Linked DNA regions of Mus musculus: all the other regions are linked to region 2. A link is a contact called in public Micro-C and promoter capture Hi-C data. All regions are on one chromosome and are shown on one strand. Each heading gives the region's core, a stretch centred on a gene start, on an enhancer-like site or on the middle of the called end of the contact. The rest is flanking DNA. Distances are from core to core; before and after follow the strand shown. Region 1 holds the start of Papln (papilin, proteoglycan-like sulfated glycoprotein). Region 2 holds the start of Pnma1 (paraneoplastic antigen MA1). Region 3 overlaps Papln (papilin, proteoglycan-like sulfated glycoprotein). Region 4 holds the start of Abcd4 (ATP-binding cassette, sub-family D (ALD), member 4).

What was found. Promoter capture Hi-C pulls out the DNA fragments that hold promoters and counts their contacts. Hi-C and Micro-C count contacts between places; a contact is called where the count stands out from the background.
Region 1: a contact with region 2 is called in a promoter capture Hi-C map of liver, with 2.5 times the contacts expected there. The contact joins the promoter of Papln here to the promoter of Pnma1 in region 2. A contact is called at or near these places in 5 of 39 promoter capture datasets (the C10 cell line, liver, neural stem cells and 1 more) and 1 of 9 other capture datasets (adipose tissue).
Region 3: a promoter capture Hi-C map of liver shows a contact between it and region 2, with 2.3 times the contacts expected there. The contact joins the enhancer-like site here to the promoter of Pnma1 in region 2. A contact is called at or near these places in 5 of 39 promoter capture datasets (cranial neural crest, frontonasal cranial neural crest, liver and 1 more), 1 of 484 Hi-C or Micro-C datasets (liver) and 1 of 9 other capture datasets (liver).
Region 4: a contact with region 2 is called in a Micro-C map of the G1E-ER4 cell line. The contact joins the promoter of Abcd4 here to the promoter of Pnma1 in region 2. A contact is called at or near these places in 2 of 39 promoter capture datasets (pre-B cells and stem cell-derived epiblast-like cells) and 1 of 484 Hi-C or Micro-C datasets (the G1E-ER4 cell line).

What each region holds. Positions count from the first base shown.
Region 1 is chr12:83,762,254-83,765,048 of GRCm38.p6, reverse strand. Papln (papilin, proteoglycan-like sulfated glycoprotein) reads right to left here and starts at 1,415. Exons shown (of 27, transcript NM_130887.3): 1 at 1,333-1,415.
Region 2 is chr12:84,147,034-84,149,822 of GRCm38.p6, reverse strand. Pnma1 (paraneoplastic antigen MA1) reads left to right here and starts at 1,334. Exons shown (of 1, transcript NM_027438.3): 1 at 1,334-2,789. The coding sequence starts at 1,896. It overlaps Mideas (mitotic deacetylase associated SANT domain protein), which reads left to right. Exons shown (of 13, transcript NM_001163501.1): 13 at 1-655.
Region 3 is chr12:83,790,569-83,793,268 of GRCm38.p6, reverse strand. Papln (papilin, proteoglycan-like sulfated glycoprotein) reads right to left here. Exons shown (of 27, transcript NM_130887.3): 27 at 885-1,437. The coding sequence ends at 1,262. Among named protein-coding and RNA genes, the nearest start is that of Papln, 28 kb to the right of the region's middle. Within about 2 kb of position 1,353, at least 31 of the 459 cell types and tissues checked have an H3K27ac peak or open chromatin away from gene starts, as enhancers often do. A contact at or near this core is called in liver, where this site is marked.
Region 4 is chr12:84,616,006-84,618,784 of GRCm38.p6, reverse strand. It overlaps Abcd4 (ATP-binding cassette, sub-family D (ALD), member 4), which reads left to right and starts at 1,319. Exons shown (of 19, transcript NM_008992.2): 1 at 1,319-1,502. The coding sequence starts at 1,465.

The DNA of each region.
Region 1 (2,795 bases), core at 166-2,665, 380 kb after region 2:
ACCACTAGAGCCCAGGAGTTCAAGGCCAGTCTGGACAAAAAGGCTCAGCCCAAATTCAACTGCTTTTAAAATCTAAGTGCAAATCTTGGGGTACATGCTTAACTATGCCGAGACCCCTCAGCACCCATCCATGTTCTCTCTCTCTCTCTCTCTCTCTCTCTCTCTCTCTCTCTCTCTCTCTCTCTTCCTGTTTTAAAACCAAAAAGCCAACCCTTGCCTGCACAGGATCACCTCCTTCAGTCTTCACAAGGAGAGTACGCCCGCTTGAACCCAGAGTTGTGTGTAGGGTGTGCACATGTGCGGGCATAGCACTCTTATGAGCATGCGCACATTAGGTGTCTGCATAGTGCGGGGTGTGCTCGCGTGTGTGCACATGTTTCTGTATCAGAGACACGTAAGCAGTGTGCAGTTCAGTACAGGACATTAAACAAGCGCTGACAGGTATGTTAATGTTAAAATCTGTAATTCTAACTGATGTTCTGAATTCTTTTTACAATAAAACAACTTGCAGTCGTTTTATAGGTATGAAATATCGCGTTCAAAAGCCACGTTCAGCAAAGTTTACACCAGCATACGCATGGATGTAAGCCCTGGCTAATTTGTCACAGTCAGCAAGTCATTCTAATCACAGACTGCTGGGGAGAAGGTTGGAAGGGGGTCTAGTGCGCACTTGAGATGTGGGGATGCTGGGGGCAGCAGAGATCAAGGACTGACTGATGACGGGACTGGGAGGCGGGCGGGCGGACTAGCCTGAATGATGAACGTGACCAGAGGGAGACTGAAGAACTCAAGAGCTCCAGTCACTACTGCAGGCGCTGCCCAGACCTGCGACCTAGTGTGTCTGCGATTCCAAAGTCCGGAAAGCTTGATAATGTTCCTTCCTTCAACCTAAGGCCACCCGTGCGGGTCAGGATGACTCTTCCAAACCTGACCTGGGCTGGTGCCCTGTGACCCCAGGGGCACTGAGGCGCGGTTCCTACGGGGGCCCTGGGTGCCTGGCAGGTGCTGGCTGTGGCCTGGAACATCGCCAGGAAGTGCGCTGGCTCTGCAGGCTTCACCCGGGCAGTACAGAGGAGGCGGGGGCGGGGGGGGGGGTATGCTGTTCCAGGAGAAGAGCAGCTGGACTGCGGGGACCCGATTACCCGCCACTCCCCACCCCGGGCTCCAGATGTAGAGCTGAGACCCTCCTCAGTGCTCACGCAGCCACCTCACAGCCAGATCTCCCATGGTCTCTCACTTCCACGCCAACCACTACCTACAGGAGCCAGGCGGGGCAGAGGCCTTCAGATGCCCGGGGCGTGCCCTGCCCAAGGCGCCCGCTTGCCTTCCTACCTGTCTCTTGAAGCCCTGGAGCCGCCTTATCGGTGCCCAGCCTGGGTCAACTGTCAACTTCTCCAGCACCGACTACGAAAGCCAGGGGAGGGGAGGTTGGACTTTCTTTCCCCGCGGCTGGCTGGTTTCCTCCCCGCCCCATCTTCCCCCACCCAGTCGGCTGACACCCACCTCCAATCCCTGAAGGAGCACGGTGCCCCCACCGAGAGGCCCCGGGTACCCAGCATTGCCCCATGCCTCCTCCTTTTGGGTTCCTGCCAAGGCTTTGCTTATTCTTAAAACCTGTGGGCTCTGGGTCTTGGGTCTGAGCCAGCCACCTTTTCAGTCCCACTTCCGGTGCCCCAAGCTCTCCAGGTCTTTGTCAAAACCCCTCCTCGCTACACCAATCTCGCACCGACACACCTGGGTGTCCAACCACCTTCTGAATTTTATACTTTGGCTACAATCAGTTCACATTCACAGACAGACAGACAGACAGACAGACAGACAGACAGACAGACAGGAGAGAGAGAGAGAGAGAGAGAGAGAGAGAGAGAGAGAGAGAGAGAGATTCCCCATCACTATGAATTTACCTCATCCCTTTCCCGCTTTTGAAGCCTCTCCACTCACTCCATCCTGATCCTAGCGGCTGCAATTCCAATGGAGCATGGCAGTAAAAATCTGTGTAGATCGGCTGTGAGTTGAGGCTGGGTAACCACTGTAGCCACAGCCCTGGGCACCAGCTAGCATCAGAGCTATAGGCTCTTACCACTTCCACTTGTGGCAAATTTAATTTCCTTCCTGCTTTTACACCACCACCACCACAGTACCCCCCCCCTCCACACACACACAAATCAAGACATTTCCTTGCCAAACATTCCTTTTCAGAAAACAGAGTTTATTCATCCCTAGAAAAGGGCCTTGGCCCCGGGCCTGTGGAGGTCACAGAAAGAAGCGGGGCTCCTTGCTGACCCTGACCCTGTCACTTCTCTGGCTTTTCTGCCTCCTTCAGAGTTGGGTTGGTGTTTGCACTGAGGGAAGCAGGAAGCTCTTTATATTTCCCAGTGCAGGAGGGGACAGAGACCTGGTTTCAGGGCCCAGGAACACGGGGATTCTTGGATAAAGATGAACTTGGCAGCAAAGGGAGTGATGTGACTTAGAACCTCCCTAGAAAAGGAAAATGTTTCTTCACTCACAATCGACACACACACACACCGCACCACCACCACCCCCCCCACCCCCGCCTCCATCTCCGACCTTCCTGAACTAGGTCAAAGGTCCTTGTTAAAAAAAAAAACGGCAGGAAAAGGTTTCTCCTACTGCAGAAGGCTGGGGCAGCTACGAAGCAACCTTTTCTGATGGTTTTGGTTTGAGGGCTCCTTTTCAGATGCCTGGACTTGGACCCTTTTGTTCTGCCTCAGGGCAGCATCTCTCGGAGCCTAGGCTGGCCTCCGTGTGCAGCATAGGATGATTTCCTGAGTGCC
Region 2 (2,789 bases), core at 85-2,584:
GATGTTAAAGACAGAGGAGGAAGAGTGCAATAGTACTCAAGCCTCAGCTGTTGAAATGTTTTTATTGGGGCTCACTGTTCTGGGTTATTATTTATTACTAGACTGGCAAAGCCTAACCCCTTAGGTTTTTACAGGAAGTATGCATATTTTTATATAAAAACAGTTGTGTCTAACCCACATTTGGCTGTGTTTGTTGCCTCAAAAAAAAAAAAATTGCAGCTGTTAGAACTTTTCCTCATTTGTCTCTTACGTTAAAGGCCTTGCTGGAGAGGATGGAGCACAGAACAGCCTTGACAGTCTGTAATTAGTGTACAAATATTTTAATAGCATAAAGTAAGTATATTCCTTTTATTTTGAAACAAAATGGTCAGACACTGCCTTTCATGTGTTTGTTGCCTGTGGCACTCTTTTTAAAAAAGACTGTTACATATTAAAATAGTGTACATATATATATATATATAAATATAAATATTACCTCTTTGTGTACAGTTGTGATAGACCAGACTGAAAATTTTATTTTTTGTGTGCTTTTTATAAAAAAAAAATTAATACACTAAAGAGAATCTTGCTGTGATTGTAATGTACCTATGTAACTTATTTACTTTTGAATGTTCTGTATCTTAAGACCTTTTATTAAATAAGGTTTTAAAAAAAATTCATTGTTGAATACCACATTCTTATAGGGGTGTTTTTGCCGTCTGGGACTGATAGGCCTTGTTTTGCTTGAAGAGAACTTACCCGCCTTTTCGGGGCCATAAACATTCTGTTTTGCTATCTTGTATACTCAGTAAGGATAAGAAGGCAATATGTTTGCAGTTTGCCTGGCTACAAAGGTAAGTAGTCACGGGGTTTTGTGTACACACACACACACACACACACACACACACACACACACACTTTAAACAAGAAAGCCAAGTCAGACACTCACAGGAACCAGTAGATGGAATTCTCTTTCCTAGTTTTGTGGGGAGGAACCAAGTAGTTGCAGAGTGGGATCAGGTGGTTCCCGGAAGTCAGAGTTAAAGACTGAATTCATAGAATGGATGAGCAATATGAGATAAGTCCGTCGTGGTAGATGCGTATCAATAAAGCCAGCTTAAATCCACGGCAAAATTAAATAAAGCATGCGTAGCAATAGCTAAGAAAGAATCAGGGAAGGCGGGGGGGGGGGTGTAAAAAGAAATGCGCCGTCATAGAATAGACTCCTCAAACCCCTTCTTGGCACCATAGCAACCGCCAGATCCTCTGGAGCCCGCGTATCTCGCGTCGTCATGGACACAGTTGTCACGGTGACACTGGGGGAGACAAGCGGACCGGTTCCGCCCTCCACTGCAGCTGCACGCCGGCCGTTGCGGGAGCGCGCGGACATAAGCGCTAGGCAGAGCTGCCTCCAGCCGAGTTTCTCCCCCATCCCGTGCTTCCTGCCGCTTGGGTTCCCGGTGCTCGGAGTGCCGCCTCTCCCCACGTAGCCAAGCCACGGCCTCGCGTGACCCTCAGCCCGCCGGCGTGCCGGGGAGAGGTGGGAGGAGCTGCCACGCCCCGCGACCGCACCCAGCCATCTCCCGCCCGGAGTCATCAGTCTTGAGCCCACCTTGCTCCCTCTCTTTAAGCGGTGACGCCAGACACAGCTGCAGCCAGTTCAGCCCTCCCTGCCCGGACCAAAGGGGGCGACATTCGAGTGATAGGCGGAGTGTCCCGTGGCTCCCGACCCTGACTTGGGACCCGGAAGGGACAAGAAGGAACTCTGGTGTCTTTTGGTAATTGTGGTTGCCTGAAGCTTGTCGCCCCCTGGCCTACCGGGGGAGGAGAGCATGTTGTATTGTCCTAGGCCCTATAGCCTCGTGAGCCAGTCCAAGCAGTGTCTGTAGAACTGGCACTTTTAATAGTTGGGTGAAATGGCTATGACACTATTGGAAGACTGGTGCAGGGGAATGGATGTGAACTCTCAGAGAGCTCTGTTGGTCTGGGGGATCCCTGTGAACTGTGATGAGACCGAAATTGAAGAGACCCTCCAAGCTGCGATGCCCCAGGTATCCTATCGAGTGCTGGGGAGAATGTTCTGGAGGGAAGAAAATGCTAAAGCAGCCTTGTTAGAGCTCACTGGGGCAGTGGATTACTCCCTGATACCCAGGGAGATGCCAGGCAAAGGAGGGCTCTGGAAAGTGGTGTTTAAACCCCCCACTTCCGACGCAGTTTTTTTGGAAAGGCTGCACCTCTTTCTAGCTAGGGAAGGGTGGACCGTGCAAGATGTTGCTCGTGTGCTTGGGTTTCAGAACCCTGCTCCAGCTCCAGGCCCGGAAATGCCAGCAGAGATGCTCAACTATATTTTGGATAATGTTATTCAACCTCTTGTTGAGTCCATATGGTATAAGAAGCTGACGTTATTCTCCGGGAAGGACATTCCCGGGCCTGGCGAGGAAACCTTTGATTCCTGGCTGGAGCACTCAAATGAAATCATAGAGGAATGGCAGGTGTCGGATATAGAAAAGAGACGGCGGTTGATGGAGAGTTTGAGAGGCCCCGCTGCTGACGTCATCCGCATCCTCAAGACCAACAACGCCGCCATAACGACCGCAGAATGCCTGAAGGCTCTTGAGCAGGTCTTTGGGAGTGTGGAGAGCTCTAGAGATGCACAGGTCAGATTTCTGAACACTTACCAGAACCCAGGAGAAAAGTTATCTTCGTATGTTATCCGTCTGGAGCCTCTGCTGCAAAAGGTAGTAGACAAGGGGGTCATTGATAAAGATAACGTGAACCAGGCTCGCTTGGAGCAGGTCATCGCTGGGGCT
Region 3 (2,700 bases), core at 104-2,603, 360 kb after region 2:
TCCAGGCCTCTTCCTAGAGCATTAAGAAATCGGAGATTGTAAAAGATGAATGCCTTCCTGCAGCTCAGACTACTAAAATCACTGCCCTGGGTGTCACGTCACATCCGCTGATGCTGGGTTCTATGGGTTGTTTACTCTGAGGCAGGATCTCACTGTGGCCCAGACTGCCTCACACTGTAGCTCTCCTGCTTCAGCCTCTCGAGCCCTGGGATTGTAGGCTTGCAGCACCATTGCAGCACCATTCGCAGCTGCTGTTCTACGGACTTTACAGCTGTGCTTCCGTGCGTGCAGTCAGGGCGGCTGGCCTGAGTCAGTTCTGCCACCCACCAGGGAGGTTCCAGAGAGCACATTCCAGCCATCAGGCTTGCCAGTGAGTGCCTTAACCACTGAGCCATCTCACCAGCTCCCAGCCACTGTTTGCAGCATAGTCTGAGTTTCTCTAGCAACAGATAAGCTCCACAGATTCCTACTTAAGGAAGCATGACTCTTCACTACTCAGAGCAGGCCAGTGAGCTGTGTAAGGAGTGGACCTTTTCAGGCTGTCTGGCTTTTCCATCCCACACCCCTGCATCGCAGCCTATGGCCTCCACCTTGCTGAGTGCTTTTCCCTGGCATTACACTGTGAGCTTCACACACTGATGGTGGTGAAGGCAGCTGTGCCACTGCCACTGCCCAGGAAGATGGACAGCCTGAATGACTGCTCACCTCTCCCCACACACAGACCTGGATTCTAGCAGGAATCCTTGTCTGACTGAGCAGTTACCGTCCCCCTGCCATCACAGACACCCCACCCAGCTGGCTCTGCAGTGCGCTAAGTGGATTCTCTGTACAAATTGAGCACCTCTCACCCAAAATCAAACGTGCTTCGAAACCCGGACAGTTTTGAAAGCTGACATGGCGATTGGGTCTTTGAAGCTTCGGAGCATTTCAGAACTTTAGGTTAGGGACGTTCAATTAGTAAAGTCTACAAATACTTAATAGCTTAAAACACTTTGGTCCAAAGCATTTCAGATAAAAGGTCCTCGGTGCAGTAGATACTATAGAGGGGAGGTGTAAAGGGTTCCTCTTCTTCACAGCAGCCTGTGGTCATATCAGACAGACCCTGCTGAGCACTACAAGGGAAGCCGGCACTGGCAGCTGCTGGGGCTCAACCCTGGATTTCTGAGAGGGGCAGGATCTGAAAGACGACTCCCTCTGCAAGCCATGTCTTACCATCCCTTCTCCCCAGCAAACTATCCAGACCTGGCGCCACAGCCAGCCTTCATCCCTGCTGCCACACAGGCTGGGCATTTGGCTGGAAGCGGGAGCAGCTGGCACAGCAGAAGCTGGAGTAATATTCATTGCCACAGAGCTGGGCCTGCAGGATCAACGCACAGTTGGCCAGCTCCGGCTGGTCGATGCAGTCCTTGCCTAGGTCCCTGGACTGTGCGGCTGGCGCTGCAGGACAAGGAGAGAAAGGGCTGAGGCAGCTCTCGCTGCAGCCTCTCACAGGCCCTCCTGTGACCCTTATCTGCGGCCTATGCCCAGTGCACAGCCTTTTCCAGGCTTTCCTATTTCTGGCTAGACCATCGACGGCTCCACATTTAACTTCCTGCCCTACTGTCTGGAACTGCAAAGCCAATGACAGCTATATGGGCCCAGATTGGCAGGAAAGATCAGTAGGGTCAGTCCTAGGGAAACCGGAAGTCAGTAAGCCATTGCCATCTTCCTATTGCTACTGGGTTCCACCAACCTCCCAGCTTGCATCTGTCTCCTATATCCCCATCTTTCCTGGTTTCCACCCGAGAACGTGATGAATCTTCAAAGTTCTAAGACTACACGGAGGCCCAAGCCCGCGTGCCACCCTCAATATCCTACGAGTGTCTGGTGATTGTTAAGAATTTGATTCCACTCTCTCATCCTACAATTACCCCCCTTCTCTCTGCAGGCTCTTGCAGCACTGTCCCTACCACCAGGCACACAGCAAAAACCTGAGTGCTGTCTGCTGCCCTGGCCCCACAGCCGTGTCCTCCCCTCAGAAAATGAGGCAGACAGAATGGTTAGCAGACAGCCTTTGTCCCCACAATATATCCTATTCACTTAACCCTTGGGCAGAACAAGCCAGGGTGAGAAAAGCCTAAGCCAACTAACTCCAGTGCTCCCAGTCATGAGACACTCACTATGTGACTCCAAACCAACGAGTTAGAACAGATCTGCAGCCTGGTCAGTGAAAGGAATACAGACAGGCTGGGGGGGGACAGCCGGGCTTCTGGAGAGATGCCTCCAGAATATGGAACATATTCTTAGCCACATGCAGCAGAGAGCAAAAGAGGCCTGTGGCCGTGGGTGGTGTCTGGGAGATCAGCTTGGCAGCCACACATCACCAAAAGCCTAAAAGCCTACTAGCCACCATTGTCAAACAAGCTTCCCTCACTGTAGACACATCTACGGCTGATCACAAATGTAAACATCCAGGTCCCCTTGAGGAGTTTGGTAGTGTGGTAGGTTTTGTCTTAAGTCAGGATAATGTTCTAGAATTCATAGGCATGTGTCACCATGTATCACCATGCTCAGATCCTCAGTCTCCTAAGGTCTCTTCTCTTCACCACAGTAAATCTGCATTCTGGGTTTTCCTGGTCTTATTAGTTTGATCAGTGTATAGATGAGTAGGATTTTCTAGAAACATCAAAGGTAGAAGTCCTGCCATATGGGACTTTGACC
Region 4 (2,779 bases), core at 70-2,569, 470 kb before region 2:
AGAACCAAAACAGCTGCAATCTAAACCAAACCAAACCAGAAACCCACTATAAATCAGTAGTGTTGAAAACTGCAAATGTAAAGTGAGGATCCTCTACCCTTTTTTTTTTTTTTTCCCCTTGAGGCAGGTCTCCTGTTGTCCAGGCTAATCATGAACTCAGCGCTTTCTATGTATCTGAGGCATATCTGGAACTCTTGATCCTCCTGCTCTACTGCCTCAGGTCCAGAATTACAGGGTTGAGCTGCCATATATGTCTGGAAAACTGATTTATATGTTTATTTCTGTAGTGCTGGGGCCTTATGTATGACACGCAAGTCGTTTACCACTAAGTCACATCTACCCGACTTAAATGATCATGCTGGGGCTGGTGAGATGGCTCAGTGGGTAAGAGTACCCGACTGCTTTTCCAAAGGTCCAGAGTTCAAATCCCAGCAACCACATGGTGGCTCACAACCATCCGTAACTAGATCTGACGCCCTCTTCTGGTGTGTCTGAAGACAGCTACAGTGTACTTACATATAATAAATACATCTTTAAAAAAAAAAAAAGTCACGCTGGCCAGGCATGATGGCGCATGCCTTTAATCCCAGCACTTGGGAGACAGAGGCAGGCGGATTTCTGAGTTCGAGGCCAGCCTGGTCTACAAAGTGAGTTCCAGGACAGCCAAGGCTACACAGAGAAACCCCGTTTCGAAAAACAAACAAAAAACAAACAAACAAAATCACGCTGGGGAGAGATGGGACGTCCTGGAGAGATGGCTCTGTGGTTACAAGCACTGGCTGCTCTTTCAGAAGCCCTGGGTCTGTAACTAGAGTTCCAGGGACTCCAATGCCCTCTTCTGGACTCTGCAGGCACCAGGCACTCACGTGGTACTCATACATGCAGGCAAAACATTCCTATACATAAAATACATTTTCAAGAAAATCTTGTAAATCGTGCTGGGACCAGGGAGCCAGCTCACCCGATGAAGGCTTTTCTCGCCAATCCTGACAACCTGAGTTGGCTCCTCGGGAGCCCTCATGATGGAAGGAGAAAATTGACTCCTCAAAGTTGTTCTCTGACACTTACGCCCTGGTTCACAGTTCGCGTGAACACACACATAGCTCACTAAATAAATATGTATTTTTTAAATTAATTAATTTTTTAAAAAACAGATCACGCTGTCTTCTCTGGGAGAAAGTTACACTCGGAACTACCAGTTGGCAAAAGAAACCTCCCAGCCCCACAGGGGACGCTCTGGCCACCCGGCCAGCTCTATAACCTCTTGCTACTCTCTTGTTCTTCAGGAAAGGCTGCGCTTCCGGGAACGGCCACAGCGCCGGAGCCGTCTTCTCTATCTAGCGCGTCTCTGTGGTCGCCAGAGTCCCACCCCTTTCCTCCTAGGGCGGGGCCCCGAGCTCTGAGGACTCTGCCCGGGGAGGACACCGGGCTTGCTCGGTCGCCTCGTCGCTTGCATCCCGGGTCATGGCGGTCCCGGGACCCACGGCCCGAGCTGGTGCCAGGTGAGCAGGGCTAGTGAGGACGGCCGGGTTGTCAGGGACGCACTGCCTGGGCAGTGGGGAAGGGGCTGCTCCCCTGCGGGTCCTTCCTTGCAACTTTCCTTCAGTTTGGGCTATTTGGAACCCTGGCTGCACAGAATGGAGTTGACGCTGCCTCACTCTAGGTACTGCGGACCCCCCTCTTTTGGCATCTTCCTCCCTTAGTTTTCGTTCTCAATTCCGATCTGCTCTTGGCACACCCTCCTTTGCATTAATTTTTTTCAGACCCTCTTACTTAAATTATCCTGTTACCTTAAAATATATGTTGACTTTGGATTCATGAATCATGTTGTGATTTTTTAAAAGAGAGAAGTTTTTAAACTGAGCATTGGGTTTTTTAGGTCATCCATGCTATATGACTTTTCACTCCTGAATGGTGCTCAGCGTCACCCTGGATAGATTCTATTTCCCTAGTAAAGGATGCCTGGATTACTTCCAGTATTTCAAGCACCACAAAGTACACCGTAATGAATATCCTGGCAATTGTCTCTTGATAGATAGATACTGATGGTTTCTCTTTAAGTTATCCACCTCAGGATAGAATGCTGAGCCATACTTAATTCTATAATGTTTTGGGGTGGTCGCGTCCAATTTATAGTTCCTGACAGCAATATATAAAGGTTCTAGTGTCCCTTATAACCATCCCCATATTTGGTATTGTTTAGTTTATTTTTCCTAATATGTATCTAAATGATGTATGTAAGATGGTATTTTTTAAAGGTTTATTTATTTATAATATGTAAGTACACTGTAGCTGTCTTCAGACACCTCAGAAAAGGGCAGATATCATTACCGAATGGTTATGAGCCACCATGTGGTTGCTGGGATTTGAACTCAGGACCTTCAGAAGAACAGTCAGTGCTCTTAACTGCTGAGTCATCCCTCCAGCCCTGTAAGATGGTATCCTATTGTAATAACTTTATTTTTATTTTATTGGGGGGGGGCGCATGCACATGCACGTGTGATATGTGTGCCATGACACAGGAATGGAGATCAGGGAACAGGTTTTGGAGTTGGTTTTTTCCGCAGTGGGATCTGGGGCTGGAATTCAGATCTTGGCGACAAACACTTGGACCTTTTGCTGGCTGAGCCATCTTGTCAACTACACTGTGCTAACTTAGTACATTTATTAGGCTCGTGGATTGTCCCTTTCATAGACTGCCTGCTTATATCCTCTCCTCACTTTCCTATGAAATATCCTGATGTGCTGGGTACATCACGTGTTGGCGCACGCCTTTAAG